Linked DNA regions of Mus musculus: all the other regions are linked to region 1. A link is a contact called in public ChIA-PET, HiChIP or PLAC-seq and Micro-C data. All regions are on one chromosome and are shown on one strand. The core of a region is the stretch at or near the end of the contact, and the rest is flanking DNA. Distances in the headings are between cores, read along the strand shown. Region 1 holds the start of Ppp2ca (protein phosphatase 2 (formerly 2A), catalytic subunit, alpha isoform). Region 2 holds the start of Nhp2 (NHP2 ribonucleoprotein). Region 3 overlaps Sec24a (Sec24 related gene family, member A (S. cerevisiae)). Region 4 has its middle 42 kb from the start of Sar1b. Region 5 holds the start of 9530068E07Rik (RIKEN cDNA 9530068E07 gene). Region 6 overlaps Jade2 (jade family PHD finger 2).

Region 1 (3,903 bases), core at 740-3,239:
GAAAAGTAATTGTGTCCAGGTCTACCGAACAGTCCAATGAGTGGTCACACAAATGACTAGTCATCCAATGTCCACATAAAGCCCTTCACTCCGAGTCAGCAATTAGAGACTGAGACCTGGCAAGATTTACTAAGTAATATTTAAAAGGCTTACTTCTAAACCTTAAAAATACCAACCTTGTTTGATGTGAGAGAAACAAAGATCAAAACACTAGAGATTCAAGTGGGGCGTGTTATAACACACAGACAGACACACATACACACACGTCATCCCAGCACCTGAGGAAGCAGAGACACAAGGAATGTCACAAGTTCAAAGTTACCCTGGCTCTACATAACCAGTACCAGGGCAGCCAGGGATACTTGGGATGGAAGGAAGGAGGGAAGGGATAAATCTACATTTGACTTAACCAAAATGGTTTTCAGCATTTTCTGAAAAATTGTGTCATCAGAAAATATTCAACCTCAAGAATCTCCTTTCTACACCAAGCCACAAAAGAATGAGCATCTTCTGTGCTCCAAAAGTTCTTCCTGCTAACACAAATTACTAACATAATCCATAATTCTGCACTAAAATTAAATGTTAAATTAACCCTGAAAAGAAAAGCTAAAATGAAGTGGAGACACATTTTTCTAATAGAAAATTGCATTAATTAAGACTTCAAGAATACAACATGAACAACTTGCTTCCCCAATTCTTGGAGAAAACCAATGGAATGAGATAACCTGAGATACCGAGTTATCACTTCAAGGAGTGGACTCAGTTCCATGTCTGAAATAGAGAAATCGGTCAACACGGGGATTTCTACTGCTGATTGTAGCCACAAAAATACAATCCAAGAAACTTTTGCAACCAGAGAGGATAAAAAATTTGACTCTCTTCCCGTTTATGTTGCTCATTCAAAAATAAATGGCTCCACGCCAAGTACGTTACACACAGAAGGGTTTCACACTACCCAATTTGAGTCAGCATATACATCATAAATTAATGTGACACTGTATTTCCAATCCCAAAGCTCTTCGTTGTAGTATGACTCACCAAATCCTCCATTTGTCCAACTAAGAAAACTTTATATTCCTCCCTTCAAACTACCACTATGACCTTCGTAGGAACTGGGTTAGCGACTCCCTTCATAATCGTTAAACACACACTTTAAACAGGGCTCCGGGGAAGCCGAGGCGTGGAGACCGACAGGAAAGCGAGGTGACCTTTCCATAGGCGCTGGGGTCTGGCCTACAAGCCCTGCTGTGGGGGACCCTGTGGGCAGCGCCCGCTCCACGAAGCAAGCCCGAGTGCAAGCGCAATGCTTTGACTCCATGAGTCCGGAACCCGTTCCCGGGCGCAAAGCCCAGCCAGTCCCTCGCCGGGCCACCGAGGGTCCCGGCCGCCCCACTTCCCAGGGTCGGGCCGGGTTCGGCCCGGAGGCTCCGAAGCCCGGAGTCCGGCGCGCGGCGCCATTTTAGGCCGCGGTGGCGGCGCCATCCAATCAGCGCGCGGGAGGCGGGGGGCGCCGGGTCCCTCGCGAGTCGCCGCAGGCAGCGCCGGGCGCCGGGCTGCTAGGTTCGGGGGTCTGGCCTCCGTGCCGCCATGTTGCACCGTCCCCGCGGCCTCCTGATAGGCGGGCCCGGGCAGAGGCCGCACCCGCGGCCGAGAGCAGCTCACCTTCTCGCAGAGGCTCTTGACCTGGGACTCGGAGAGCTGCTTGCACTCGTTCAGCTGCTCGATCCACTGGTCCAGCTCCTTGGTGAACAACTTCTCGTCCATGATGCCGCCCGCCCGAACCGGCTGCCGCTCCGCGCTGCTCCCGCGCCGCCGCCCGCACCCGGGCCACACGCACACGCCGCCGCCGCTCTCCCGGGGTGCTTTCTGCGGCCCCAGGCGGCTGCTGGGCGCTGGCGCCGGCCCGCTGGCTCGCTCCGCAGTGCTCGGCCGCCGGCCGCTGTGCCTCCTCCTCCGCTCGCCCTAGCTCGGGACTCGGCTTTCTGTAATGGCGGCCGCCCGGCGTGGTGACGTCACGCCAGCGTCAGGGAGCCGCGGGGAGGGCGACGGAGTGGGGCCGGGACCCAGAGCTGCGCACCGTGGAGCCGGGGCGCAAGCGCAGCGGAGTTGGCTGCCGAAGGAAGTGGCTTCGCTCTTGGGGCGTGGTCCTCCCGCTGGGAGGGCGGCGGGGGAAGGGAAGAAGCGAGTCCGAGCAAGCGCAGTGCTGGTTAATCCTGGCGTCCCAGGCTCCGCAGGGCGCCTGCGCGGTCTCGGCGCATGAGCAGTCCGTGTAGGCGAGGTTTTTATTCCTTGTGACCTGGTGTTTCTGGAAGGCCTCTGGGTGATACCTCTCAGATGTGGTCTGGGCTCTGCCAGCCTGATGACTAAAGGCAACCCTAAGGCGCTTAGTCCAGCAGCCCTGGGAACCACAAGGGAGTCACACACCTTTGGGGACAAGCCTAGTGGCAGGTTGCCTGGAGTGACCTTCCCCACCTCTGGCCGTTGCAGGCTCCTATAATTAGGTCATTCGTGGGCGAAGGAAGGTGTACCTGCTGGGATGTGTCGCCCGCGCACCTTACACCCCCAGCACACACCTGTCCCTGCACGAAGGCGGGGCCGAAGTGGGCCTTCGATCCTGGCCTCTTCCTAAGCCTTGCTTCCTCTCCTGTGGCCTTCAACACCTCTGGTGTGCACTTTTCTCCGAGACCTGTGCCCACTGGAAATAATCTTGTCCTACATTCTAGAGGAACAAGCCAGGGCTGTGTTCTGGTACTGGTAGAAGCAGCTACCGTGTGTTCTGTAAAGGAAGCTGATATTCTTAAGGATCAGCCTTCGACCTGGTTATAAATCTCTTCTGAGGCTTGTGAAACGTGTTCACATTGCACTGTCTGCATTCACAGAGATACTTGGCTCTACAGAGCATCAACTGTTGACCAGATCCCATGCTTAGGGGACAAAGGGGTCATGCAGACAGAAAGGGGCTACTGCCCTGGTGGAGCTTGAATGTTCCTGGCTGGAAATGAATGGAATGGATGGAAGTCATACACTGCTCCCCTCCAGAGTCTGGGAGAGAAGCCAAAGGATGGTTATCCATGAAGGTCAAGGCAAGAGCTGACCTAGCTATACTGTGGGGAACAGTCAAGCCTGTCACACACCGGAGAAGACACAGCTCAGAGCATCAGAAGACACCCTGACCCACAAGCTACAAGAGGACCTCAGTGGCCCCATCCACAAATGGCAGGGATGAAAATCCTCCTTTATCAAGGACAACCTGCTTGGCCAGGGGAACTGGCTTGACCAATTCTGCTTTCTCTAGTGGGTACCTCCCACTAGAGTTCCCGAAGAAAGTACCTGAGATCTACTCTTCTAGACGCCTCCATACATACTTGTTCTGCCAGTCCTTTCAGCTCAAATTCTGACTCTGGTTTGCAGTGAATAGCCCCCCAAAACAAACAGGAGTAAGAGTTAAGGCTACGTGAGATGACTAAATAAAGACTGTTTGGTGCCCATAGTTATAAAGCCATGTTCACTGTGCTGTCTTGTCTTATTCTTCTCCATTGCCCTGTACTCAGCAAGAACTGGTCCTGTCTTGAAGGGCAGGAAGTAGGCGGGCACACACAAAAGGGGAGGGGCTTCTTCAAGATAGTGGTCAAGACTGAGAACTTCATACTGCCAAGGTCTCAGCCAGAGTCATACAGCTACTAAACCACAGAAAGGACCAATACTCATCCCTTTGACTGCCTTTTTTCACCTGCAAAGACAATGATGATGCTAGTCTGGCAGATTGAAAAGTACTAAACGCCCACTATATATGCCAAGGTTATATAATGAAGGTTCTTCTAAAGTACTCTAGCTAGGCACTCCTTGCTGGTAGCGTTAATGTGTTATTTATTTTCTCCTGATGCAGGTTACTTGGCTCACCAC
Region 2 (3,903 bases), core at 766-3,265, 480 kb after region 1:
CTTTGCTGTCCTTCTTTGTGGTCCCTTTCTCCTTGCCTTCCTGACCTATCATGGTGCCAGGGGCCACCTGAAGCTACCAGCCCCCATCTGCCCTACCAAAACATCTGCCTGTAGAATAGCTAAGCAGAGCATGTCCAAGGCATTTTCCATGTCAACTCAGGACGCCTCAGAGGGTAAAGACACTCACTGCCAAGCCTGGCCACCTGAGTTCAATCCCAGGGGCCTGAATGGCAGAAGAGAATCAGCTCTCCAAGTTGTCCGCTGGTGTTCACATGGGTACCAGATGCACATGTGTCCATACACATGCAAGTAGGCACCCACACGTAATAAAAGGTATCTAAAAACCACACTTCAGATGTTTTCACACAAACCTGGCTTTCCTCCACTGTCTGTCTGCAGTCACACACTACAGCCCAAACTAGCATGCAAAGTCATTATATGTCACCGTCTCTCAAATCCCTCAGCTGTAGCTCCTGCCCATCACCTGCCTTGGGCCATAACAGCTTACTAAGTCTGACTTGCCTCTCCTAATTCTTCCCTCGATGTCACGCCTCAGCTTGCACTCTGTTCTGAGAACACTAAACCTACCTTAGAAAGCCCACGAGGGGGAAAAAGAAAACAACAACAACAACAACAACAAACAAAACCGGGCATGGTGGGGCACGCCTTTAATTCCAACACTCCGGAGGCAGAGGCAGGCGGATTTCTGAGTTTGAGGCCAGCCTGGTCTACAAAATGAGTTCCAGGACAGACAGGGCTACACAGAGAAATCCTGTCTCAAAAAAAAAAAAAAAAGAAAGCCCAGGAGGGCTGGAGAGCCGGCATACGGGGATGCATAGCCATTTCTGGGGGTGCATGGCCATTTCTAACTCCAGTCCAAGGAGACCTTACACCTTGCCTTCTGGTTGCCAAGGGCACCAGTGATGCACCAACATATACACGCAGGCAAAACAGTCATACACTTAAAAGGAGTAACCACTTACATTGTGTAAGTGCCACTACACTGCCCTGTCCAAGAGCCTACTCTTCTCAGGATTCCACCCCCTCACCCCAAATAAACCTTCATTCATTCATTCTCTTCCTTTGTTGTTTTGAGACAGGGTCTCTATACATAGTCATGGCTGAAAACTTAAGAGATCTGCCTCTGATGGGATTAAAGGCCTATCACTGGCTTATCATTTTCTCCTTTTGGGAGTTTTGTTTGTTTTGAGACCTGTCCATAGACCACGACGGCCTTGAACTAGCTATACTTCGGAAGCTAGCCCGCATTCTCCCCTGCCCTACTTGGGAAAATGTCTCTCTACATATAGCACGTTGCCTAGAGCCTGAAAAAGTTGTGCCGTTCTACAGAGTGAATGATCAGGACTCTAGTTTACACGGGCTGGATTCCTATTCTCTTCCCTGTCATTTACTGGGAGTTCCATTTACTGGTAGTGAAGGGAGTTGACTGCTAGACTGGTTGGTCAACTTCACCTTTATTGAGTAGGTGGAATTTCTTCTTAACCAGTTAATAAGCCAAACTTAGTGCCGTAGTACTTGTGTACCGTGCACAAGGCCCTAGGTTCAATCCCCGGCACTGGAATATAAAAATAAAAACCACACAAAACTTAAAAACCAGAGGAAGCCGGGTTCTTACCCTTTCTCGCCCTTGTTGACAAATTTCTGAACCTCCTTCACCCCGCGACGAATCTGCTTCTGCTTCACAGCTACAAAGAGAGAGAAGCGTGAGCCGACACCTCGCTCACGAGGCTCGACCCCGGGCCGCCCAAGTCACCGGTCCCGGACCGCGATCGCCACGCGCCCGCCTCACCCTTCTTGATGCACTTGTAGAGCTTGCGCGTCAGGCGGCGGGAAGCCAGGGGCTGCGCGATGGGGTTCAGATTGACCAGCAGCTCTTTGTACGTGCGCTCCTCGCTGCAGCCCTCCGCCTGCGCCTCGGACTCTTCGGGAGCGGCCTTTACTTTGGTCATCTTAGCAACTACAACTCCGTCCCGGCATAGAGGAACCACGCGGCCGCCGCCTCCGACATCACTTCCGGGTTTTCAAGTGGCTCTACCCTGTGACCAATTGGGAAACTAAATATTCTACACCGACCAATCTCTAAGTAGATCTCTAGGGGCGGGATTTTGGATATGGGGGCGGAGTTAAAGGTCAATCTAAGCACGGGATTTGGATTTTCACCGCGGGAATCCCAGGGAGGCCGAATTTAGAACCGGGTTTCCAGAGGGAAAGGGGCGGGGCCTGGGGCCGAGAGGTGGGGCCCAAAGGGAAAGAGGCGGAGCCCAAAGGGAAAGAGGCGGGGCCCGGAGAGATTGAAGAGCGGGTGGAAGGAAAATACACAACGGGATTGTGTCCCCTGAGCTCCTTGTGACCTGCCTTGTGACCTGCTGCTGCTGGTTAGGTAAAGCCTGGCGCACCTGAAAGTTTTTTCATATTTTCTTTTCCCCCTCCTAGATCCTGTTGCACAAACTATAAACCGCACACCTTTGATCCCAGCAGTGGGGAGGCAGGGGCAGGTGGATCAGGTCAGCCTGGTCTACATAGTGACTTCCGCTGGGCAGTAAGGTCAGCCTGGTCTACATAGTGACTTCCGCTGGGCAGTAGTGGTGCATACCTTTACTCTCAGCATTTGGGAGGCAGAGGCAGGAGGAACTCTGAATTCAAGGCTAGCCTGTTCTACAGATCGAGTTTCAGGACAGCCAGGATTACACAGAAACAGTCTCCAAAAAAAAAAAAAAAAAAAACCGCAAAGAAAAAAGAAAAAAAAGAGGCCGGGCAGTGGTGGCGCATGCCTTTAATCCCAGCACTTGGGAGGCAAAGGCAGGTGGATTTATGAGTTCAAAGCCAGCCTGGTCTACAGAGTGAGTTCCAGGACAGCCAGGGCTATACAGAGAAACCCTGTCTTGAATAAAAACCAAAAAACAAAAACCAACCCCCCCCAAACAAACAAAAAAACACAAACAAACAAACAAAAAAACCCACTCCAGTTCCAGGGGATCTGAAATGTCTAATCTGCAAGGGCCTCAGGAGTGCATGTGCTGCACAGATGTGCTTTCAGGCAACACACTCACACACAGGAAATAAATCAATCAAAAGTTCTTAAATGTTAAAAGCAAATCTGAAAAACCAGAAAGGTAGGAAGGAAGGTGACATGTGCTGGATGAAGAGTCCAGCTAGCTAATGAGAACCCTGGAGCAACAGGAAACGGGGACCTCAGCTCTGTGACGTAGAGGGACTGAAGCTGGTAAGGGTGAATATGAAGGAGGATCCTGAGTGCCAGATGCCAAAAATCAGGCCCACATTTAGATCTGTGTTTTGTGAAGGACACAGAACTTACCTATCCCTGATTGACAACTATGAGACCTGTGAGATAGTTGAGTATGATTTCCAGCCACTAAAAGCCATCACTTGGACAGCAGCAAGAGGACCAGGATATGTCAGATTGGGATACATTCTCTGAATTGCCAAGAAAGACAGAACCAGGGAAGGCTGTTGGAGGAAGGAGCACTGGGTAGCCTAGTAAAGATTGAAATCATCTCTCTTTTTTAGGTTGTAGGGAGGCCTGGATGTGTCTCAGTAAGCGATTACTAAATGGTGGGGAAATCAAGTATTTAAACAGCAAATGCTTAATATTTGCCAGCTGATTTGAATCTGAGGGAGACCTAGTTTAGAGAGACAGAGAGGGTGACTTCTGAGACTCACCTGTCTTCTGATGTTAGGTCTGCACATACCCATACATTATGACAGGGGTTAGGAGGATACCTATATATTATGACAGGGGAGAAAGGTGGCTCCTCCACTGCCCAAGCTTTGATGGTCCCAGCCTTCCATCTTCCCCAGAACTTTCGAGGTGGTGGTGGAGGAGGAGGAGGTCTGGCAGCTTCTGTCCTAATCTACTACCTT
Region 3 (3,903 bases), core at 623-3,122, 390 kb after region 1:
AGTTCGAGGCCAGCCTAGTCTACAGAGTGAGTTCCAGGACAGCCAGGGATACACAGAGAAACCCTGTCTTGGAAAAAAAGTGCAGTGATTATTTTTTTTATACTTTGTTTTAAATTTACTTTACTTTCTGTGTCTGTGTGTTTTGCTTGCAAGTGTGCCTAGTGCTTGTGGAGGCCAGAAAACATCAGATCTTCTGGGACTGGAGTTACAGATGGTTGTAAGCCACTATGTGGGTGTTGGGAACTGAATTTGGGTCTTCTGCAAGACCAACCAGTGCTCTGGATCACTGAGCTATCTCTCCAGGCCCTATTTATTTAATACTAACAGGTGAAATAATTCACTAAAATTTTTCTCGTGGTATGCCAAAAAGCCTCTGTGCGATGAGCTAGACCACCAGCTTTCGACACATGCTGAGTGCTTACAGTGTGCTGCATGTTGTAGGGGGATGGGAGAGACATCATTGAACAAAATTGCCCAGACTCTTTCCAGGGCAGCCTTGTTCTAGGGGAGCCTCACAAGTTAGTGACCTGGGCATAAAAGCTGGTCTGGGTTCTTTGGCAAAGTCACCATAGAGGAGCACCTGGCATAGAGCCATCAGTGAGTGACATGTGACAGACTGAGGCTCTGCTGTTATTAAACACTCTTGCTTCCTGCAGATGCCTCAGTTTACCTGAACCTGCCTGGAGAAGGCGTTCTAGTCACATTCAGTCTGTGAATATTCATTGTTCTCTGCCTCTTGTATTCCTCTCCACCAACTGAGACACTAGCCCTCACCTCACAGCTCCGCCAGCCTGAGTGCAGCTACTACAGCACTAAAACTGTCCCAGCCTCAGCTCTGCTCTGCCACTGTCCTCATGTGTGGTACCACCCTGCTTCAGAGGCCGTGGGATCTGCTGTATTGAGTTTTAATGTCTCTCGTTGTGGAAGAAACAATTACCATCCAGCAGACGTGGCACACTTGCTGGGGTCTTCTTGCTATGCCATGTGTACCTTTATCTTGTCGCCAGGGTACCATCCTTCCCAGGCTTCTCAGCTCCATCACAGTCACTGCAGTTAGGCCTAGCCTAGCAGTGAGGAAACAGACACCAGGAGATCGGGTGACTTAGCAATGGTCAGGTATTGACTAGTTGAGACTTCCAGATGAGGCTACAGGGTAATGACTTCTTCAAAGATAAAATAATTTATGATAAATTTGCTAATTCTGTCTAATGATAATCTTTTAGCAATTGACATTTACAAAACTCTTTTTCTAATGTTGGGAGGCGGGGTGTTGTTTTATTGCAGAAATCTTTCCAGACTGGGACAAGTATACGTCTAGATGAACGAATTTTTGCCATGTGTCAAGTGAAAAGCCAGCCATTGGTTCACCTCATGCTCACAACACATCCCAGTTTGTACAGAGTTGACAACCTCTCAGATGAGGTAAGACCAACTCCCTGTTCTGTGGCTTCTTCCGAAAAACGTGAAGCCTGATTATATTCTGTACAGAAATGAGTTTGTTACCTAAATCCTTGTTTGTTTTTTCCTAGGTAAATGTACAGAAACTTTGATAGTTAGGGACATTCCTGAAAATATTAACTTTAAGTTTTCTAAGACATACTCTCTTTTTTTCTAATTTGAGATTTAAAGATACAGATATAGTATACAAGGTGTCTCAGAGTGTCTATTGCTGTGAGAAAACACCATGACCAAAGTCAACTTGGAAGAAAGGGCTTCTTTTAGCATAGAGTTCATCATCAAAGAAGTTAGGGCAGGAACGCAGGGCAGCAGCTGATGGAAAAGCCATGGAGGGTGCTGTGTACAGGTTTCTCTATGGCTTACTCAGTCAGGCTTCTTACACAGCCAAGACCACCAGACCATAGGGGGCGCTGTTGCGGGAAATATTTAAAAAGAACCACCAAGCTCCTGCACTTCATCCGCCCACTCTCCAGCAGGACCAGAGCTCCTGTGTTCCCTTCTCTTGGCTGCCATGCCAGCCACACGCAACGCACCGCAACGACCATCCACCCAGCAGTCAGCACCTCAACACCCAGCAACCCAGTAGAAACAAAACTCTAGAAGCTTATAATTAACAAGTCAGATTTAGAGGGCTGGAGAGATGGCTCAGCAGTTAAGAGCACTGACTGCGCTTCCAAAGCTCCCCAGTTCAAGTCCCAGCAACCACATGATGACTCACAATCATCTGTGATGAAATCTGATGCCCTCTTCTGGGGTGTCTGAAGACAGCTACAGCCAGCGTACTTTACATAATAAAGAAAGAAATCTGGGCCAGAGCAAGCAAGACTGGAGAGAGAAGAAAAAGTGTCTGAAGACAGCTACAGTGTACTTACATATATCTGACCTTTTTTAAAAGATTTATTTATTATTTATATCAATAAATTCTCAATTCACAAGATGCCTACACAATAATTTCAGGGCCAAATGATAATGATACAAGCTGCCCACCTAGATCAGACAAGTTATCCCAATTATTCTATCCCTATATGATGTTTATAACTACCTGTGGCTACTTAAAACCAATCCCACCCCCGTGGGATCAGGATCTTCCTGTTCATCTGCTCTCTGTCCCTGCAACTCTTTGTTCTGCCTCCCTTTTCCCTGTCCAATCACAAGCTTCCTGCTGCACTAATATTCTAATGTAATTGGACAGGAAAAATTCTACCCCCGGGCACTGCCCACAACGGGCTCTTCTCACATTACTCACTAATTGAGGGAAATGCCAATCTGGTGGGAGCATTTTCTCAGTTAAAGTTTTCTCTTCTCAGGTGACTCTAGCTTGTGCCAAGTGGACATAAGATAGCCAGCACAGAAGGCTCTTACCAGTTGTTCCTAATGTTTAACTTTATAGTTTCCTGGGCTATACCTAAATGGCTTATTCCTATAGTTCAAACAACTTTGGCTAAAACAAGAGGATCACTTGAGCTCATGAGTTTGAAATCAGTCCCTGCCTCAGAAACAAAATTCAAAAACTCTAAGAAGAGGAAGAGGAAGAAGAAAAGGAGGAAGAAGAGGAGGAAGAAGAGGAGGAAGAAGAGGAGGAGGAAAGAAAAAAGGAGAGAGACTTGATTAATCTATTATTAGTTGTATTTCACTAATGTCACTTATCTGTTCACTATATATTATATTTTTCAATTTAATTTTTAAAAACCAAAGTCAAGGGGCTGGTGAGATGGCTCAGTGGGTAAGAGTACCCGACTGCTCTTCCAAAGGTCCAGAGTTCAAATCCCAGCAACCACATGGTGGCTCACAACCATCCGTAACGAGATCTGACGCCCTCTTCTGGTGTGTCTGAAGACAGCTACAGTGTACTCACATATAATAAATAAATAAATCTAAAAAAAAGAAAAACCAAAGTCAAGCTTGATGGCACCGATAATCCTAGCACTTGCAAGGTGGGTCAGGAGTTCCAGGCCTGCCTGGCTAACAGGAAACCCTCTCTTTAAAGAATGTAACAGCCCAGTTGGTAGAATGCTTGCTTAGCATGCATGAAGCCTGGGTCCACTCTTCACCCTGGCATTAACCTTGCATGGTGGTTCATACCTACATTGTCAACTCTTGGAATATGGAGGCAGGAGGATCAGAAAAGAAATTCAGAGTTATCTTTAGCTACACAGGGAGCTGGCAACCAGCCTGTACCTAAAGATCTGGTCTCAAAAAACTAAAGATGGGAATGGGCTGGAGAGATGATCTGTGGGTAAAGTGCTTCGCTGCACAAGCATGAGGACCTGAGTTAGTTCCCAGAATATGACACTATGGATCTGTAACCCCAGCACTGGGGAAGCCCAGGGACCTGCTGGCCAGCCAGGTAACTGAGTCAACAAGCTCCAGGTTCATTGAGAGCTTGTCTCAAAGAATAAGGTGGCAAGTGACAGAAAACACCTGCCATTAACTTCTAGCTATACA
Region 4 (3,903 bases), core at 503-3,002, 290 kb after region 1:
AAAAGTAGCTTGTTGAAAAACAAAACAAGGGGCTGGTGAGATGGCTCAGTGGGTAAGAGCACCCGACTGCTCTTCCAAAGGTCTGGAGTTCAAATCCCAGCAACCACATGGTGGCTCACAACCATCTGTAACAAGATCTGACTCCCTCTTCTGGAGTGTCTGAAGACAGCTACAGTATACTTACATATAATAAATAAATAAATCTTTAAAAAAAAAAACAAAAAACAAAACAAAACAAAGCAAAACAAAAAACCACCCATAACACCCATTACCCACTGCTATTTGCAGAATCCAAGGGGCTAGTTGGTTCTGGTATCAGTTGTTTGGGATATTGGGCTGCAAAGACGTAGCTCTTGCCTCCAGCCACAGCTTCTGGCCACTCCTTGCTGAAGAATCATCTTCCTGTCTCCAGAAAGGTCTTGGCTGTTGTTATAAAGGATTGTTTTCCAAGACAAAGGGCTGCTGCCTTCAGACATGCTGATGGGTTTCTCTGCAAAATATCATTAAACAACCAAAGGCATAGCTGAGCTTGTTGGCTGTTGAGGTTTCCCCATGGGAGGAGGGATGGAGGGTCTTGGGACCTTCACCTGACTATCCAGATACTCCTTCTAGCTGATCATAATTGTGTTCTTTCCTAACTGTGTGTGGCCTTGGGGGTTTCAGGAGGGGCTTGGAAGACCTGAAAGAAGGGGGCTCCATGTATACAACCACAGAAGCCATTCATTTTTGTGCCCACCTTCTAGTGCCGCTTCTCAGAGATCACCCATACTCCTTTGCAACCCCCTCATCCTTACTCTGTGAGTAACTTTAGTGAAGTCATTGGCTCCCTAGGCTGAACTTTGGTGGAATCCAACTTTGGCTAGTTTGTGGGAGCTAAGGAGGAGCAGGGTAGACGATTCCTAATCCCCACCCCTCAATTCTCTCACATATGATACAGGACACTGAGACAGAAATTGTACTTGGAGGCCATAAGACTTACTAAATGCCATGGACAGTCAGACGGCTCTGAAGAGAGGGAGTCAGAGCCCATGTGGCAGAAGTGGGTGTCTCTTGTTTACTTGTTTTTGGAGACAGGGTTTCTCTGTGTGGCCCTGGCGGTCCTGGAACTCACTGTGTGTCAGGCTGGCCTCAGACCCACAGAGAGATATCTGCCGCTACCTCCTGAGTGCTGGACTTAAAAGTAAGCACCACCACCGTGCGGCTTTCTTACAACTTTCTAAGGAGAGAAGTTGGACCACACAAGCCTGTAGCCAGGCTCTCCAATCCCGGGCAGGAGGAAGAGAAAGGGGGTGGGGAGTGGGGCGTGCGGCCAGAATGCCTCCTCTGAGTTAAATTCAACTCCCCAGGTGAGACTCTTCGTCCTAACTAGAGACTCCACAGTGTCCCCAGCTGGGCACCTGCCAGGATCCGTGGGCGGACAAGGCTGCTGTAGGTATGTGTTGGCCTAAGCAACAGCTGAAGGGGTTTTTTTAGGTACTATTTATTTTTATTTCATGTGTATGAGTGTTTTGCCCTCATGTACGTGCACCTGTACGTGCTTGGTGTCAGGTTACTTCCTGTAGAGAGGTTGAAGGGGGTAAGAGCGAGGTTTGGTCGGACCTTAAGTGAGACCGTGTTTATTCACAGTGAAGAAGCATTTCATCACCCACGTCTGGGTGGCCAAAATGCCTACAGAAGACAGTACTCCAGTTCCTTGTGAGGCGGAAACAACTACCAGCTACATTGTAGTCCCACCCTTCCAGGAACTCCTTGGTCTGGCTGCAAGGGACGATGGGAAATGTAGTCTTTTGGCAGGAAACTCTCACTTGATGTTCACAGAAACCTGAGAACTGAAGTGGATGTTGGACTCTTTAGTGCCAGAACCAAGAGCAGCAAGTTCACTTAAGCACTGAGCCTTCTCTTCAGTTCCAGCAGCTGGAACCCTCCCTCTCTCCCCATAAGGTCTCACTCAGGCTAGTCTTTTTTTTTTTTTTTTAAGATTCATTTATTTATTTAAAGTACGTGAGTACACTGTAGCTGTCTAAAGACACCCCAGAAGAGGGCATCAGATCCCATTACAGATGGTTGTGAGCCATCATGTGGTTGCTGGGAATTGAACTGAGGACCTCTGGAAGGGCAGTCAGTGCTCTTAACCTCTGAGCCATTTCTCCAGCCCATCAGGCTAGTCTTAAACTTGTGGCAATACTGGGATTGTGAGTAGAGTAATTCTGGTCAAAGCCTGAGCTCTGACAGGGCTAACACCACAGGCTCTGCCACTCATCCACAGTACATTAAATACATAGACATTAGTGAAAACAGACAAAGGAGATTTAGTTGGTGTGGCCACATTGGGAAGAGAAGCAGATAGAGAGCTTTAGTGACCTCCACCCCCAGCCCAAAATCCATCTTCAGCCCTGACATGAGGTTTAGGTTTGAATAGAAAGCAAGAAGGAAGCATGCTTAACTAAGCCATTGTGGTCAAAGTGTGGTCCACCCATCCCTGACCCATCATTGTCTGTCCTCTCAGGTGGGCTAACAGTTGTCAGAATTAAATCTCTCTCCAGGAGGCAAGTTCTTCCTTCAGCCAGCACCAGGGCTTGCAACCTTTTCCTTCTTGGGACCCTTGTTTCATTTGTTTCAATAGCCTGAGAGTAGTCAGAGACGAGTCTCTAGACCAGCTTCACCTGTAAAGACTGTTAGGGTCACAGGATTACAATCGTGAGCTGCCAGCCTCCCAAATGCATCCTATTCACGATCCTCTAGGGTCCTCACAGCATAAACATCTAGTCCAGTTCAGTTTGACTAGGCAGCCATGAAGCAATTTTCTAACAGTCGAAGCATCTTGCCGCCACCTTTCTGAATGCAGTCATTTCCAGGGTGACCTTTCCTGTGCCTCTACTATACCCTGCACATGGGATGGACTGCACCATCTTGTTCAGGCCTAGCCAGTCCCAGGCCAGGGGTTAATATGAAGACTGGTCAGATATGATCTCAGCTGTATCAAGAGTCTCACCTCAGGGCTCAGTCAGGTGCTTCTCAGGTAGACATTGCCTCTGTTTCAGTAACTTCAGCTTGTCTGTAACATAGTCACTTATTACTTTTGTATTTTTATTTGTATTTTGCTGGGGATCGAACCCAGAGCCTTAGTCATGTTTCTGTTCTACGACTGAACTGTGTTCAGCCTAGCGTATGTTCTAGTTTTACTTCAGACCAGAGTTCCCACAGTACCACACACGTGTCAGTGTGTAAGCTCAAAGGCCAGTCTGCCATTTTGAGGATAGTCCTGACTCCAAATAAGCTTTTCTGGTCTGCTAGTCTGTGAGCCTTGTGGACGATGGCTCTAATCTTAGCTTAGAAAACAAGTGTCATACAAGGTTCGTGTTGGAATCAGTACTGAACCTAAAGAACTTATGGTGGGTAAGAAATGGGTGAGGGCTGGGCGGTGGCGGTGGCGGTGGCACACACCTTTAATCCCAGCACTCGGGAGGCAGAGGCAGGCAGATTTCTGAGTTCGAGGCCATCCTGGTCTACAAAGTGAGTTCCAGGACAACCAGGGCTATACAGATATACAGAGAAACCCTGTTTTGAAAAACAAAAACAAAAAAACAAAAACAAAAAACAAAAAAAAAAGAAGAGAAGAAGAGAAGAAGAGAAGAGAAGAGAAGAGAAGAGAAGAGAAGAGAAGAGAAGAGAAGAGAAGAGAAGAGAAGGGGCTGGTGAGATGGCTTAGCGGTTAAGAGCGCTGACTGCTCTTCCAAAAGTCCTGAGTTCAAATCCCAGCAACCACATGGTGGCTCACAACCATCCGTAACAAAATCTGATGCCATCTTCTGGAGTGCCTGAAGACAGCTACAGTGTACTTACATATAATAAATAAATAAAGAAAAGAAAAGAAAAGAAAAGAAAAGAAAAGAAAAGAAAAGA
Region 5 (3,903 bases), core at 851-3,350, 300 kb before region 1:
GCCACTTCCTAATCTCCTAATGACCCATACTGTCTACTTAAAAAGTCACAACATTGAGTGAATGAGCAGTAAATGCACTCAACCCAACCTCATCCCATCGCGATGCGCACTGCACCCCAGAGAGCATCTCAGCACCTACTGTACTTCCTCAAGGGCTCGGCCCTGAGACCCAGCTGGGCAGAATCCCTCTTCATTGATGAATGCCCACACCCAGCACCAAGGAAGTCAAAAAAAAAAAATTAGAAGGAACACACAAGTCCAGCACAGGGAAATAAGCTAGGACTTTACATGAAACAACAGACGCGATGCTGACCCAGCTGGATGGAAAGAGAACTCAGAACAGCTGATGTCAGACTGCTTGTGCTTAATGGACTTCATGGCCAAGCTTCATCCACAAAGGTATCTATCAATGAGACTGCTCAGACCCCTTGCCTAACTGGTACTACCTCTAGTTTAAAGGTAACATTCAGCCGGGCAGTGGTGGCGCACGCCTTTAATCTCAGCACTTGGGAGGCGGAGGCAGGTGGATTTCTGAGTTCCAGGCCAGCCTTGTCTACAGAGTGAGTTCCAAGACAGGCAGGGCTACACAGAGAAACCGTGTCTCAAATAAATAAATAAAGGTAACATTTAGAGAGAAAGAGAGAGAATGTGTGTGTGTGTGTGTGTGTGTGTGTGTGTGAGACACAAACTTAGGTGCAGTACCCAAAGAAGCCACAGGTGTCAGATTACTCCTAAAGATGCAGTTACAGACTGTTGCTCTAGATGATTAAAGATCAAAATTATGTCTGCATCCACCAGGGAAATCCTCATTACATTCTACCCAAGATATAAGAGCCTTGGAAAACCTAGTCTTTCCTCCCACAGACTCCAAAACCCTCCAGTTAGGGCAGTCAGCTGCCTGCTTTCAGTGCTGCTGAGGAAGGAAACTATGTATGCAACCCAGCACTGTAATAAAGGGACGGGTGATTGGCTGGAGAGTCTCCCTGGGCAAAGAAGGAAGTCAGCCCCAGTTCACATTAAGTTTTCATCTGAAAAAAAAAATCAATAAAGACTTGGGGAGAAAATGATTGCACGCTGGACAGAAAGAAAAATATGACTACTCAACAATGCTCAGTTTCTCCTGCTAAATCTCTGCCTCGGTTTACAGATTTCACTTTCAAGAACGGCTTTAATATCCTGATTTATGCTATAGCATCTGCAAGAAAAGAAAGTTTTTCTCAAATGAGGCGAGAGGGCGTTCGGTAAAACCTCAGCTCAAGGAAGGGCATCTGCCGCAGACACGCTCTCTCCCTTTGTTTCTAAACTCTACTCCTCCTCCAAGGCCCTCAGCCGGTCAGCGTCCCCGGACTCTGCCTCTACACCAAAAGCCCCAGAACTTCTCAGACCTCAGAGATGGAATCCACAAACAGCTCCTCCCCTCTTCCACTCTGGAACAGTCAATCAATTCAGTCCCAACACTGGGTCGCTGTCCCTATCTTTATCTCTGACCTCACCATTTCGAAGGGGAAAACAAAACAAAAACTTGCCTAGCCTTGCTTGTCCCTCTAACCTCAAGCATCTCTCTTAACATCACTCTCCCCAACTCCGACTATCTCTTCGGCCTGTTTCCTATCCAGTCTGCGAGATCTCTGTACTCCCCATTTTGGGGACCTCCCCCCTCCACACCGAGCGCCCTTCCTCCAGGGAGTGTATTCTCAGAGACTCCGTCCACGACACGGGGACTTCCCGTCCCCGCCCACCTACTCGGGTCTCTGAATCTCACAACCCCACTTCTCAGGCCTGGGGAGACCGCACTGGGAGCGCTTCCCAACTCGGGCCCAGCCCTGGGCGCGGGAACTCGGCCGGTGGGAACCACCGTGAGTCGGCGGCGCTCCGTCCCCGTCGGGCCCGACCCGGTCCCTCGCCGTCTCCCTGCGTTCATTACCAGAGCACAGGACGGGCACGAGCAGCAACGCCAGCACCAGAGATCGCGCCAGAGCCCCGAGGCCCCGGGCGCCCGGCCCGGGAGACAGCTTCTCTCGTGCAGCCCCGCACATTCTGCCCAGGGCGGAGGCGGCCATAACGGACTCGGCCCCCGAGCCTGCGCTGTTGCTAGGTTCTGCGAGGTGACGTCAGATACGCGTCCGAAGCGCACTCCCGAAGCAGCTACGTCCCGGCGTGATGACGTTGCATCTCTGAACCCGAAAGGTTAGCGTGGGAGTGTAGAAAAGGGTGCTTAAAAAAAAAAAAAAAAAAAAAGGCGAATGGGACGGATTTATTTTCAACTGGTGGTTTTTTGTTTTGCTCTGTGGTTTATCGTTGTCATCTTTGAGATGTATTTCAGGGGTCATCGCTTAAGAGCACTGGCTGATTCCCCCAGAGCTCCTGGGTTCGATTCCAAGCACCCCTGTATGTGAGGACTCACACCCATCTGTCCCAGGGTATACGGTGCCCTCTTTAGGCATCCTCAAACACTAGACGTATAACTGATGCAGAAACTCATAAGTAAAACAACTACACACAAGTTTAATACACTTAAGAAAGATTATATATATATATATGGAGCTGGAGAGAATGTTCAGCTGTTGAGAGCATTTGCTACTCTTGCAAAGGACTGGGTTTGGTTCCCAGCACTCAGATTAAACAGCTCACAGCCACCTCTAACTCCAGTTCCAGGGGATCTGACTATAAGACCTCTTTTGATCTCCACAGGCATTAGGCATATGGGGTACACAAACATATATGCAAGCAATCATTTCTGAATTAAAACTAGCCAGGTGTGATAGTGCATATCTTTAGTTTCAGCACTCAGGACGCAGAAGCAGGTAAATCTAAGTGAATTCGAGTCCAGCCTGGTCTACAAAGCGATTATAGAACAGCCAGGGCTACACAGAGAAACCCTGTCTCAAAAAATAATAATGATAAAATAAGCATTAAAGAAACAATAAAGAAAGAGTAAAATTGTGTGTAAGTTCAAATGCCCTCCAGTGCCAGAAGAGGGCGTCTACTCCCCTGGAGCTGGAGGTTGCTGTGATTATGAGCCACCCCATGTGGCTCCTGGGAACCACACCCTGGTCCTCTACAAGCACAATTGCTCTAAACTGTTGAATAATTTCTCCAGCACCCTTTTGGTTTTGGTTTTGAAACAAGATCTCAAGTGGCCCAGGCTGGCCTCAAAATTCCTTTTTTTTTTAATTTTATTTTTTAATTAGGTATTTTCTTCATTTACATTTCAAATGCTATCCCAAAAGTCCCCCATATCCCCCCCCACTCCCCTACCCACCCACTCCCACTTCTTGGCCCTGGCGTTCCCCTGTACTGAGGCATATAAAGTTTGCAAGACCAAGGGGCCTCTCTTCCCAATGATGGCCGAGCCGACTAGGCCATCTTATGCTACATATGCAGCTAGAGACACAAGCTCCGGGGGTACTGGTTAGTTCATATTGTTGTTCTACCTATAGGGTTGCAGACCCCTTTAGCTCCTTGGGTACTTTCTCTAGCTCTTCCTTTGGGGGCCCTGTGTTCCATCCAATAGCTGACTGTGAGCATCCACTTCTGTGTTTGCCAGGCACCGGCATTCAAAATCCCTTTCTACCCAGTGGATAACCTTGAACTCCTTCACCTTCACCTCCCACTTGCTGGGTTATATTTTTGTATACTGAGAGGTTTGTTTTACAAAATGTAAAAAGTGATAGACGTATGTCTTTGGAACATTTGAACCTATTCTCAATGCCAGTGTCTCCTTCTGACTTTCTAGCCAATTTCCTTGCTTTTCTTTTATAACACTATCATCCGGTTAAATATTATCCTCTCTTACAGCGCCCCACACACAAAAGCAAGCCTGCCAAGGCCAACTTGACCTTACTTTGTTTATTGATGCACCCTTAACTACGGAGAAGTGTTAAATATTTGATGAAACACTAA
Region 6 (3,903 bases), core at 1,030-3,529, 280 kb after region 1:
GAGGATCTGGAAAAGGTGACCTTACGCAAGCAGCGGCTGCAGCAGCTGGAAGAAAACTTCTATGAGCTAGTGGAGCCAGCTGAGGTGGCTGAACGGCTAGACCTGGCTGAGGCACTGGTGGACTTCATCTACCAGTACTGGAAGTTGAAGCGGAGAGCTAATGCCAACCAGCCGCTGTTGACGCCCAAGACTGACGAGGTGGACAACCTGGCCCAACAGGAACAGGATGTCCTCTATCGACGCCTGAAGCTTTTCACCCACCTGCGGCAGGACCTGGAGAGGGTAAGTAGCCCTGGTGGGTCAGGGGCCTTACCTCTTACTCCATGTGCCCTGCCCAGTTTGAGCCTTTGGTAGGCTCCAAAGACTCAGGGGGCTACCACAGACCCCTCCAAGGACAGGTGCCACCCATCTGAACATCTAGAAAGAGGTGGGAGAGCCTACCTGGAACTCTGTGAAGTCTCTTGGGAGCTTTAGACAGAGGAAATCCTGGTGGCCGGGGGTGGGGGGGGGGAGGGTTGTTCTGGCCAGGCATGTTTGTGCTGGCCAGAACTGGGAGGGCAGGGGTGGGTGGTGAGTGAGACTCCCATGGCCTGCCAGGCAGAGAACAGGGATTGGGAGAGACTCCCATGGCCTGCCAGGCAGAGAACAGGGATTGGGACAGATGTCACACACTTGGCATTGCCCCACAGAGGCATTCCAGGCCTGGCCTGGGTGACTGAGCCACACACACTTCCGTCTTTACTCTAGGAGGCAGGACAGAATTGTGGCTTGTGGTATATTTGGGGCTGAGGGAGATGGACATGTGTGTGTTGGGGGAAGGAGGAGGTTTCTAGAAGACTGAAGAAGAAAGCTATCAAAGATAGCAATAAGACCCAGCTCCAGGGGTCCAGCCTCAGTCCCTCTGGGGGCTACATGTTGGTAACTTTGACTAACAATGCAAAGGACCAAGTGCTCTTATGGGGGTGGGGCAGGGGTTCTCTGCAAGGCCCCATAGTGGCAGTGGCCTGGCCAGCAGGCCCAGTCTCTAACCATGGCCCAGGGCCAATAGCTGAGAGTAGTCCACCTTTGCCTGGGCACCAGGCCAGCTTGGTCCTGCTCCTGCATTGAAGGGACAGGGCAGGGCTGGAGTTAGAGGCCTTGGGTGGTCTGGCCCTGTACTGATTCTGGGCCCTTTCCCCTAATGGGTGACTTTCTGTTTCCTTTTCCTTGAACTGGAAGTAAGGATCCAACTGACCTTGGGGTCAGCGTTAGGGGGTCATACAAGGACAGTGGCCTCCATCTCTTGGAGTCACACAAGGATAGTGGCTTCCACTGTTAGTTGTGTTGTTTGAAGCTACCTTCTCACCTGGTAGCCCAGGCTGGCCTCACCCATTCCTCCCAAGTACTAGGATGATAAGGATCTGAGCCCGCCCCGCCCCTTCCTTACTTCAGATTGGTATTTTTATTACTATTGGCCCCATAAGCAGTTCAGCTCATAGAAGAGAGGTGAAGCCTTATATTCTGAGAGTGGGCTCCACAGAGCTGCAAGGCCTGGTGCTCCAGCACGGGCATCTTCTCTGATGGGTCAGGAGCAGAATTGCCACCAGCAGAAAATCAATTTTACGGCCAACCCAAAAGATACACTCTCCTACAAATTTCAGCCGCAGGCCTGGACCTTGGCAGGCAGCGTGGATGGGCACGGCCACCACAGCGTCCAGAGTTATTCACGGCTGACAGAAAGATTGCAGTAGTGGACATCAGCCTGCAGATGCCAGCTCATGTCCCCTAGCAACCGCTGACTATTAGGCCCTGCAGGACATGATTGTGGTTCTTGCTGGAAGAGTTTATTTCAGTGACTGAATGGACCTTGTGTGAGACCCAAGAGGGTGGCCGGAGCTCTCGGTCATCGGAGATGAGTATGTGGTAGCCTCACCCCTGCGTCCCTCCAAGGATGGAGAGGAACCATGGGAAACAGACCCTTTCCTTTTCTGATCTCGCTGTTTGCCTTGGGGTCCCTGGCCAAAATCCTTAACAGCACTTGGCTGGTGACACAGTCACTCTGTCCACCCAGTCAGTCAGCACTCCATTCTCCAGGTCTTTGTCTTCATTCAGTCATAATCAAGCATGGGCCCACCCCAACCCGAGATGACTTCATCTTAGCTACTTTTATCTTCTGAGACCTTATGTCCCATTCTGAGGTTCCCAGCAGGAAATCTTGCGGATTTCCACCCATGTAGAGGCCATCGAGGCCCTGGAAGGTGTAAGTTTGCCAGGAAGTGGTCTGATTTGCATTTCAAGAGCATTGCTGAGGGATTGTTTTACTGTCCCTGTGAAAGGATGGGGGATGGGGAAGGGTGGAACCAGGCTGTGAAGAGAGCTGGTATCTGCCACAAGGAGAGACTGGTGCAAATGTACTGATAGGTCAGTTGTGGGTGTGGACCAAGAGAACAGGTAGTGGGGATGAGTCCAGTTTTCAGCCATAAGTCTTCTACAACTCCCCTTTGCCCGGAGGGTGCACCCCCAGGGCCTGCTTACACCCCCCCCCACCCCTGCTGGTTTTGCCTCTCCTTTCTTTTTCCAGTACACTGTCACCACCTCCTGCTGGGCTAGGGTGTCCCGGTTTAGGCCATCTGCTCCAGGGAGTTCTTCCTGCCTTGCTGGGTGGCAGGCAATAGGAAGAAAGAGATGCTGGCCCCTATACAAATTTATTCCAGAATGGAGGAAGGCACAGAGCCAGGCTAAAGTGCAGGAGGAGAGGGGTGTGAAGAAGAGGTTGATTGGAAAGTGGGTCATGGTAAGAGGTGCACAGGCTGCTACCAGTGGTTCAAACCCAGGGCTGTCCCTGGAGGAAGAGGCTGGACATGGGAATTGATAAAGCTGGAGTCAGCAATGAGTGAACCCTGACGGCCTGGTGTTGCCAGTGCAGGTGAGGAGTACACACACACACACACACGCATGGAATGTCACAGCAGAGTACATGTCACACGGGATGTCATGGCAGAGTCCATATTGAATCCCTCCTGTGATGCTGTCCGCCGCACTGGACCTCCTAGGATCTCCTTCTCAAGTAGTCTCAGAAGGGAAAGGAAGGTCACACCTGATAAAGATCTGCTCATACTACCTCGAGCTAGGAAGGCCGGAGTCATAGGAAGGAGAGGCAGAGGTTCAACTCAGAAATCTGCCTGCCTCTGCCTGCCAAGTGCTGGGATTAAAGGCGTGCGCCACCACACCTGGCTGGAAGGAGAAGCTCTTAATTAAAGGTAACTCAGGCAGCTAAGTAAGACCTGAAGACCACCTGGCAACTGTGTAAAGGGAGGCCTGAGTGGGAATAGGATCCAGGCTGAGCAGCTATGGTCAGTAACTGTCCCTGTTTCTGGAAAACTCCACATGAGCCCAAAGGTGATACCAGATGGAGGGAGCGTCTCCAGGGCTGAAGCCTGGAAGTATGTGAGAGAGCAGTCCTTAGGGGATAGAGGAACCCTGAACAGGCAGTGACAGGTCCACTTCATATCCTGCCAGCCAACCTGAAGAATGTGTGCCCGTCCTCTGGGCTAAGCCAGATGACTTCAAAGCCTACTGTAGGGACTCTAACCAGCTGGCCCAAGGGAGTCAGGGGCTGCTGTCCTTTATAAAGTCAGGCATCATGTTGCTGTGGATATGGGAGCATTGGCCCAGGGGGCAAGGCCCTGGCTCAGGTCCCGGGATAGCAGGTAGACTTGGAAAAGCTATTTTGCCAGATTGTGTTCATTTGAAAGTACAGTGATACCTGTGCCTTGGGACATGCCTGCGTTTTGCCATGATGGTTGTATCTGCTGCAGAGTTGCTTTGCTGGGAAAGGCGGGTGTTAGGCAGGAAGAGAGGGTTGCCAGCTCGAGACCAGATACTCCCTGCATGCTCAGGGTTTCGGGGTGAATTCTCAATTGT

What was found. A called contact is a pair of places that touch in the nucleus more often than the background predicts. ChIA-PET counts read pairs in DNA pulled down with a chosen protein or histone mark. HiChIP or PLAC-seq counts read pairs in DNA pulled down with a chosen protein or histone mark.
Region 2: a contact with region 1 is called in an HNF4G HiChIP or PLAC-seq map of pancreatic cancer cells. The contact joins the promoter of Nhp2 here to the promoter of Ppp2ca in region 1. A contact is called at or near these places in 4 of 484 Hi-C or Micro-C datasets (the Ba/F3 cell line, embryonic stem cells and muscle stem cells), 5 of 115 datasets of contacts at active chromatin or transcription factors (bone marrow-derived macrophages, cardiomyocytes, effector CD8 T cells and 2 more) and 1 of 9 other capture datasets (adipose tissue).
Region 3: a Micro-C map of embryonic stem cells shows a contact between it and region 1, with 2.2 times the contacts expected there. The contact joins the enhancer-like site here to the promoter of Ppp2ca in region 1. A contact is called at or near these places in 1 of 39 promoter capture datasets (neural stem cells), 1 of 484 Hi-C or Micro-C datasets (embryonic stem cells), 2 of 115 datasets of contacts at active chromatin or transcription factors (astrocytes and cardiomyocytes) and 2 of 9 other capture datasets (adipose tissue and liver).
Region 4: a contact with region 1 is called in a Micro-C map of embryonic stem cells, with 2.1 times the contacts expected there. The contact joins the enhancer-like site here to the promoter of Ppp2ca in region 1. A contact is called at or near these places in 1 of 39 promoter capture datasets (embryonic stem cells), 2 of 15 datasets of contacts at CTCF or cohesin (the NIH/3T3 cell line and embryonic stem cells), 10 of 484 Hi-C or Micro-C datasets (B cells, CD4 T cells, Th1 cells and 5 more), 21 of 115 datasets of contacts at active chromatin or transcription factors (the NIH/3T3 cell line, acute myeloid leukemia, astrocytes and 11 more) and 2 of 9 other capture datasets (adipose tissue and liver).
Region 5: an RNA polymerase II ChIA-PET map of memory CD8 T cells shows a contact between it and region 1, with 71 read pairs. The contact joins the promoter of 9530068E07Rik here to the promoter of Ppp2ca in region 1. A contact is called at or near these places in 2 of 484 Hi-C or Micro-C datasets (both in embryonic stem cells), 4 of 115 datasets of contacts at active chromatin or transcription factors (bone marrow-derived macrophages, epiblast stem cells, extraembryonic endoderm stem cells and 1 more) and 2 of 9 other capture datasets (adipose tissue and pancreatic islet).
Region 6: an H3K27ac HiChIP or PLAC-seq map of epiblast stem cells shows a contact between it and region 1. The contact joins the enhancer-like site here to the promoter of Ppp2ca in region 1. A contact is called at or near these places in 2 of 39 promoter capture datasets (both in embryonic stem cells), 3 of 15 datasets of contacts at CTCF or cohesin (the NIH/3T3 cell line, embryonic stem cells and stem cell-derived epiblast-like cells), 10 of 484 Hi-C or Micro-C datasets (B cells, Th1 cells, bone marrow-derived DN3 thymocytes and 7 more), 16 of 115 datasets of contacts at active chromatin or transcription factors (astrocytes, cardiomyocytes, embryonic forebrain and 8 more) and 3 of 9 other capture datasets (adipose tissue, liver and pancreatic islet).

Annotation. Positions count from the first base shown.
Region 1 is chr11:52,096,910-52,100,812 of GRCm38.p6, reverse strand. It overlaps Ppp2ca (protein phosphatase 2 (formerly 2A), catalytic subunit, alpha isoform), which reads right to left and starts at 1,989. Exons shown (of 7, transcript NM_019411.4): 1 at 1,663-1,989. The coding sequence starts at 1,764.
Region 2 is chr11:51,617,885-51,621,787 of GRCm38.p6, reverse strand. Nhp2 (NHP2 ribonucleoprotein) reads right to left here and starts at 2,015. Exons shown (of 4, transcript NM_026631.4): 1 at 1,811-2,015; 2 at 1,637-1,706. The coding sequence starts at 1,970.
Region 3 is chr11:51,701,795-51,705,697 of GRCm38.p6, reverse strand. Sec24a (Sec24 related gene family, member A (S. cerevisiae)) reads left to right here. Exons shown (of 23, transcript NM_175255.3): 19 at 1,285-1,422. Among named protein-coding and RNA genes, the nearest start is that of 0610009B22Rik, 15 kb to the right of the region's middle. Within about 2 kb of position 1,872, at least 31 of the 459 cell types and tissues checked have an H3K27ac peak or open chromatin away from gene starts, as enhancers often do. A contact at or near this core is called in embryonic stem cells, where this site is marked.
Region 4 is chr11:51,803,215-51,807,117 of GRCm38.p6, reverse strand. No RefSeq gene overlaps it. Among named protein-coding and RNA genes, the nearest start is that of Sar1b, 42 kb to the right of the region's middle. Within about 2 kb of position 1,752, at least 254 of the 459 cell types and tissues checked have an H3K27ac peak or open chromatin away from gene starts, as enhancers often do. A contact at or near this core is called in acute myeloid leukemia, adipose tissue, centroblasts and 7 more, where this site is marked.
Region 5 is chr11:52,394,625-52,398,527 of GRCm38.p6, reverse strand. It overlaps 9530068E07Rik (RIKEN cDNA 9530068E07 gene), which reads right to left and starts at 2,100. Exons shown (of 3, transcript NM_153117.2): 1 at 1,925-2,100. The coding sequence starts at 2,060.
Region 6 is chr11:51,821,322-51,825,224 of GRCm38.p6, reverse strand. Jade2 (jade family PHD finger 2) reads left to right here. Exons shown (of 13, transcript NM_001357588.2): 10 at 1-282. Among named protein-coding and RNA genes, the nearest start is that of Gm30110, 32 kb to the left of the region's middle. Within about 2 kb of position 2,279, at least 45 of the 459 cell types and tissues checked have an H3K27ac peak or open chromatin away from gene starts, as enhancers often do. A contact at or near this core is called in Th1 cells, astrocytes, embryonic stem cells and 5 more, where this site is marked.